2 separate regions of the Macaca mulatta genome follow, and region 2 is linked to region 1. Evidence: chromatin contacts called from public Hi-C data. All regions are on one chromosome and are shown on one strand. Each heading gives the region's core, a stretch centred on a gene start, on an enhancer-like site or on the middle of the called end of the contact. The rest is flanking DNA. Distances are from core to core; before and after follow the strand shown.

The links. Hi-C and Micro-C count contacts between places; a contact is called where the count stands out from the background.
Region 2: a contact with region 1 is called in a Hi-C map of fetal cortical plate, with 2.3 times the contacts expected there. The contact joins the promoter of FAM171A1 here to the promoter of RPP38-DT in region 1. A contact is called at or near these places in 2 of 14 Hi-C or Micro-C datasets (fetal cortex germinal zone and fetal cortical plate).

Annotation. Positions count from the first base shown.
Region 1 is chr9:16,671,066-16,674,272 of T2T-MMU8v2.0, forward strand. It overlaps RPP38-DT (RPP38 divergent transcript), which reads right to left and starts at 1,864. Exons shown (of 4, transcript XM_015146537.3): 1 at 1,732-1,864; 2 at 1,365-1,510; 3 at 1,064-1,363; 4 at 51-1,062. The coding sequence starts at 1,469. The coding sequence ends at 1,000. RPP38 (ribonuclease P/MRP subunit p38) reads left to right here and starts at 1,979. Exons shown (of 2, transcript XM_028826012.2): 1 at 1,979-2,044.
Region 2 is chr9:16,939,215-16,942,552 of T2T-MMU8v2.0, forward strand. FAM171A1 (family with sequence similarity 171 member A1) reads right to left here and starts at 1,251. Exons shown (of 8, transcript XM_028826015.2): 1 at 1,121-1,251. The coding sequence starts at 1,217.

The sequences.
Region 1 (3,207 bases), core at 614-3,113:
TAGAAATTAAACTGCTAGTTTTAAAATAAAACACAAGCACTAAAATAATAGAGGTTATGTTTCATTTTTATTAACTTAGTTTTGCCATGGTTGAGACTGGATTCACCACAGTTCAATTTATCAAGCACTTAACTATGTGTTCCGCACATAATAATCATCTTAGCATAGAGGATCATCTCTTCTAATCCTCACAAGAGATACTATTTTTATCACTTCATAGAGGAGGTTAATAAACTTGACTAGGTCATAAGATCTTCAGTTGAAGTTAGGATTTCAACCCAGAGCCAAGTAATGTAATGGCTGATGTTTTCCATAGAGAAAATGTAAGCTGAGATGATGCTCAAACTATAAATCTGGAACCTTAGGGGGACAAAAACGTATGGATGTCTCCTTCCTATTACTTTAGCATTTTAATTAGACCCGTGTGTCTCTATTTGTTTTTGGACATGCAAGCTGCTTGCAGTTCATCATAGCGAATTCACACAATTCATTTGATGAAACACAAACCTGTTCTTACAAACTCACTGTCATCTCTTTTTAATCTTACTAATTCCGATAAAAATCACATTGCACTTTACCCTGTGTCACCTCCAATGATCTCTGACCGAAAGCCAAATCTTCTTTGTGTGTTTGCTTTATGGACAGTTAGGTTCTACACAGGTACTTAAACATGAAAATTGAAATCATAGAGGCTGGGCACCGTGGTTCAAGCCTGTAATCCCAGCACTTTGGAAGGCCGAGGCAGGCGGATCACCTGAGGTCAGGATTTCGAGACCAGCCTGACTAACATGGTGAAACACTGTCTCTACTAAAAATACAAAAATTAGCTGGGCTGGTGGCCTGTGCCTGTAATCCCAGCTACTCAGGAGGCTGAGGCAGGAGAATCGCTTGAACCCGTGAGGCGGTGGTTGGAGTGAGCCAGAATCACGCTATTGCACTCCAGCCTGGGACACGAGGGCGAAACTGTCTCAAAAAAATAATAATAATAAAGCACAGAAACTATACCAGAAAATAGGAAACAAAACGAACAGTGAAGAGAGTGAGAAAAGGAGGCAGATATATAGAAGAGGAAAAGGAAGGGGGCCCAAGTGAGGCCGGAAAAACCGGGGAGGAGGAGGTGGCTCATTAGGTCAGAAGCAACCTGCCGTCTTCTAAGTTCTGGCCAAGGGTAGATCAACGGATCCAGAATCCTGAGTTTTAAAATGTTATTAGGCTGCTTCATCACTTGTCCCTGACGTTGCAGCGACTCCGATGGTAACTTTAGTCTCCATTGCTTGGAGCAGCCACAGTGTACACCGGACAGGATATTCCGCGCAGCTGTTGCTGAACTCAAGGCAACTCCTATCGCCTTTCTCTTTTCGGAGCTCAAGATTCCTTGCATTATTGCCCATAGGCATGTGTTTTACCCCACACTCCTTCTCCCTTTTATCTTGATTTTCGTGGTGCTGGGGAGTCTGCAGGGATTCCATGGCGACGGGTTCACTGGGACAGGGGCTGGGGTTGTGCGTCCCTGAGGCAAAGCAAATACAGAAAAGGGAATAGAGATAGAGGGCTAAGACTCCCAGGCACTGAAAGGTAGAAACTGGGTTATAAGAGAGAGGGGAGCACAGACGCCCGGAGAGAGCCTGCCCTCGGGATACCACTGGCGGTAGGCTGGCCTCCGAACAACTAGAAGGTCCAAGCCCTGAGCGTCTGGTTACCCGGGCAACTTTATGGTCTCGCGATACAGACCTCGCGCCTGCGCACTGCCGTTGTAGGGGGCCCAGTCCGGAGCCTCCACCCCGGGGCCTAAACTCGAATCTAAAAGATGGGGCCTCGTTGTGTTGTTTCCGGGCCGCGCGACGCTGTGGGCTGCTTTCCCCTTTCCGGAGTGACCTAACACAGGATAACGAAACCTGCAGTGCTCCTAGCGCTTCCGCTCCGCCCCGTCGCGTCTGGGAGGCGAAGCCGGGAGGCGAGCGCTCTGCGCATGCGCGGCGCAGGCGCACTTGGAGCCGGTGCTGCAACCCTCAGGTAAAGGCGGATCCGCCACCGTGAGTTCCAGGTGGGCGCGCGCGGGGCCCACGTAGGGCAGGAGGCCAGCCCCGGGGGGATCGGGCCCGGGACTCCACGGAATCTGGAGGCCGAAGCCCGCGCGCACGCAAGGCCTCCGCTGCTTCCCCGACGCCTCTTGCGTGGCCGCGGAACTCGCCGCCCTCTCGGTTGGGCTACCCAGTCCCGGGCCAGTCGTGTGCACCCAGAGCTTCCGCGCCTCTCCTCGGGCTCCTCTGCTGGATTGCAGCGCCGTCTGGGCACCAGGAGTGCAAAGCGAAAACCGCACGCCGGCCGTTCTGTTCTCCACGGTCTCCAAGGAGACACGGACCGATCCAGGGGCGGCGTGCAGTGGGGAGGTGAGCTTTGGGTCGGCCGTCGCCCCTCGGCTACCGGCGGGATCCAGAAACCGGAAGTCACCACCGATACCCTTCTCACCTTTACTCCCAGCTGGTCACTACTGTGTCGGGAGATTCTACCTTCTTTTCCGACTAACATGTATTTCTCTCCAGTCCTTTCTGCGGTGTCTCTAGTGTAGGCCACCGCCATTTCTAACCTGGACGACTCCGGGGGCGTGTTTGCTGCTCAAGGATTCTTCCTTTGCCCAGATCCACAAAGATCTATAACGTCTTTCTAATCATGACGCCTCTGCTTTAGACGTTAAAGTTGCTTCACACTGGAAGGCTTGCAAAGGTCTTCATTATCTGGTCCTTACCCACCTTTCCTAGTTTCTCACTGCTTTCTCTAGCATCTCTTTCCCAGCCACATTGAACTTATTGGAACTTGCTTGCTTTTTTTTTTTTTTTTTTTTTTTTTTTTTGAGACATAGCAGTCGCCCAGGCTGGAGTGCAGTGGCGCGATCCTGGCCCACTGCAACCTCCTCCTGCCGGGTTCAAGCGATTCTTCTGCCTCAGCCTCCCGAGTAGCTGGGACTACAGGCGCGCGCCACAACGCCCGGCTGTTTTTCGTATTTTTAGTAGAGACGGGTTACCATGTTGGTCAGGCTGGTCTCGATCTCCTGGCCTTAAGTGATCCGCCCGCCTGGGCCTCCCAAAGTGCTGGGATTACAGGCGTGAGCCACCTTGCCAGCCAACTTCTTTCTTTTAATGCTGAGATACCTTTCTTTACTCCATACTCCCTTTGGTTGGCATTGTTTAGATGTAGGTTGAGAGGTCC
Region 2 (3,338 bases), core at 1-2,500, 270 kb after region 1:
GGCTTGGAAACCGGGGGTTCTACAGGGCTGCAGGGAGCTCCCTCGCGGAGACCTGAGCCCCCAGCAAAAGCCCAGGCAGTGGTGCGCTGCTGGGTGAATGCAGAGGCTCATCTGCGGGCCTCAGTGGCCCTTTTGAAAACGCCAGCAACAGAGGAGCCCTCGACGCTGTCCCTACAAAAATGTGCCAAGGAAGCTTTAGGGTGGGGCGGGGGGGACCCCTCAAAAAACGCTGATTTTAAAAACAAAAGACAGGCTCGTGGCCATTCTCAGAGGCGACCACGTTACCCCCGGGGCTGGAAAGCAGATTTGTGGAGGCCAAAGACGAGACAAAAGGCACGAGCTGGCGACAAACAGACCTGGAAAGGATTTTTTTTTTTTTTTTTTTTTTTGGTGAGCGATGAGGGCCTCCCAGTTCAATTCTTTCTCCCCTTCCAGAGACTATTCCTGGGCCGCTAAGCAAATCCCTTATGGTCTGGAAGAGACGTCAGATAGGCAGGGGGAGAGAACCCCCCAAACTTTCCCAAACTGCGGCAGGCTAGTGGCTGATGGCGGGCAGCGGCCGCGGACCTCGGGGTCCCGGGACACAGGGGGCACCCCGGGGCGGCGGCCGTCCCCTCCCGCCACAACAAAAGGGCCCAGCGCAGCCCAGCAGCTGGGGCTTCCCAGACCCAAGCCCGGCGCGGGGAGGCTGGAGTGCGATCCGGCGGCGCGCCCTGGGCGGCCCCTCTGTCCGCGGCTGCATCGGAGACACAGCTGCGTGTCCCAGGCGCGGCATAAAGGGGACCCCCGAGCGCATCCAGACGAGCCCCCGCCGCAGCGGCGACAGCAGCTGGAGCTGCGCGTGCCCCCCGCCCGACCCAGCCCCGACCCCTGGCCCCGGCCCCCGGCCCCCGACCCCGGCCCCCGGCCCCAGAAGCCTCTGCCCAGGTCACCCCGCGTCCCCGGCCCGCGCCGCCCCCTCGGGAGCGCGTTGCAGGGGGGCTGCAGGCCCGGAGGCTCCCGCTGCGGCTCGGGCTGCGCCGCCACCACGCGGCCAGGGACCCTCCCGCCGCCGCCTGCGCCGCCTCCGCGCCAGGCCCGGCGCGACACAAAGCCCCCGGCCCCGCCGCCGCCCACCGACCTTGCGCTCCCGCGCCGGGCTCCCGCAGCGTCTTGGTCACCGCCTTCCAGACGTGGCAGCCCAGCAGGCACAGCAGCAGCGCCGCGGACCTGCTCATCTCCGCCGCAGGGCCGGCGGCGGCTCGGGCTAGCGGAGAGCGGGCCGGGCGGCGGCGCGTCACGGGCGGCCGGGCGCCGCGCCCCCCTCCATGTCGCTGGCTCCGCGCGCCGGGCCCGCCGCCCGATTGGCCCGGCCCCGCCGCCCCGGCCGCTCCCTCCCGCGCACCGCGCCGGGTTTCCCCGAAGAGCCGCGGCGGCGGCGGCTGCTGCTCCGCCAGTTCCTTAACCCCTTCCTGCCCCGCCCGCCGCCGCCGCCGCCGCTGCCGCTGCCCCTGCCCGCGTCCAGGCCCCGGGCCCGTGGTGCCACCTGGCGGCCGCCGCGCCGAGGGAGCCCCCGCCCGGCGCCGCTGCCTCGCACCCCCCGCCCGAAACCCCGGCAACACGGCTCGCCCCATCCCCGCAGCCCCGCAGAAGAGCCAGACCTGCCTTTCAGGGCGGAGCCCTTTTCATCACACCAGGCCACCCGAGGGGCCGCAGGAGACATGGTATCTGGATGTAACCCCCCCGCCCCCATGCCATCCTAATATAGTTGTGTCCCCTAATGTAGATTTCACACCCAGTGTTAAAGATCCGCAAGAACACTCCCTAAGCCAGTATAGACTGCAGTAGGCCTGCAGTACCTACGTGTTGGCGGGTGGACAGCTTCAGGTGGAATGGTACTTGGATAGTTCTAGGGGTTAGGGCGGGGAGGAAATCCACCTCTTTTGAGGCCCTAGGTGCTTTAAAAATTTCTGTCCTATTAAAGAAAATAGATTATTCCATGACACGTGTGAAAGCGCAGCAAAGAAGACCCTCTTTGGAACCAAGGCAATAGGTATAGGCGCTACCATGGGATTCTGCAGTGGGGGAGAAAGGTTGAGTTCAACTCTGAATACAGCAGGAACAAGTGGGGATTTATAACCGAGGACCAGGGTGGGAGGCAGGGAATGGAAAATTACTAAGAGGAAGCATCGGGGGAAGGGGGATTCTAACAGGATTCTTGAAGATCAGACAGACCCTGGCAGGGCTGGGGCGGGACGGGGTGGACGGGGAAGCTGATCAGATATCCAGGGTGGGGGATTCTTGAAACTGACTTAGCAGGGTTCTTCCTGAAAGTAGATTTTACAAGGAAGGGCACAACTGGGCCTAGAAGAAGGTTCCGGAGCCTGACTGTAGTTCGGTCAATCAGACTCTTTGTCCATCTTCACAATACATGATCTAAGAGGTAGTTAGCATTATCCCCATTCACAAATGAGAAAAGAGGCTAAGGAGGGTTAAGGAATTTGTCCAAAAGTGCACACCTGGTCAGTGGCAGAGCCGAGATGCTAATAAGAACGTCAGTCTGACCCTAAAATTGAAACTCTTCACAAAAACCTCCAGACTTGGCTGGGTGTGATGGTTCATGCCTGTAATCCCAACACTTTGGGAGGCTGAGGCAGGTGGATGGCCTGCGTTCAGGAGTTAAGAGACCAGCTGGGACAACATGGTGAAACCCTGCTTCTACCAAAAATACAAAAAATTAGCCAGGCACGGTGGTGCATGCCTGTGGTCCCAGCTACTTAGGAGGCTGAGGTGGGAGGATCACTTGAACCTGGGAGGGGGGAGGTTGCAGTGAGCCAAGATCGTGCCACTGCACTCCAGCCTGGATGACAGAATGAGACCCTGTCTCAAAACACACCCCCCCGCCAAAAGAAAAACCTCTAGACTTTCATTGAGCCTAGGGACCCCCTCCATCCCAACCTCAACTTTTCTTTCTCTCAACCTACTCCTGTCTGTATGCCTTCCACACAACCTTCATGTCCCTCTCCACCTTCTCTTCCAACTAGCGCTGCGGTGACCTTCCGATTTCCACTGGGGACCTAGAAAAATCCACTCCGGACCCATCATCTACCCCACACTGCTTCCAGAACACCAGGCCAGAAGGAGGGTTATTACTGTAATTTCATTAATTGAGCATTAAGACATGGCAGGCACTGTACCAAAAAAAGAATGAAGGATGGCACTTGCCCAGTTGGCTTATAAAAGACAAATGACTGTAAGACATGAGAAAAACTAGGATGTACAGAAGCCCATATGGGTTTTATAGTCACCCTTAGGACCAGTGCTGCAATTTGTGCAAATCGCATACCTGCACAGGGTGA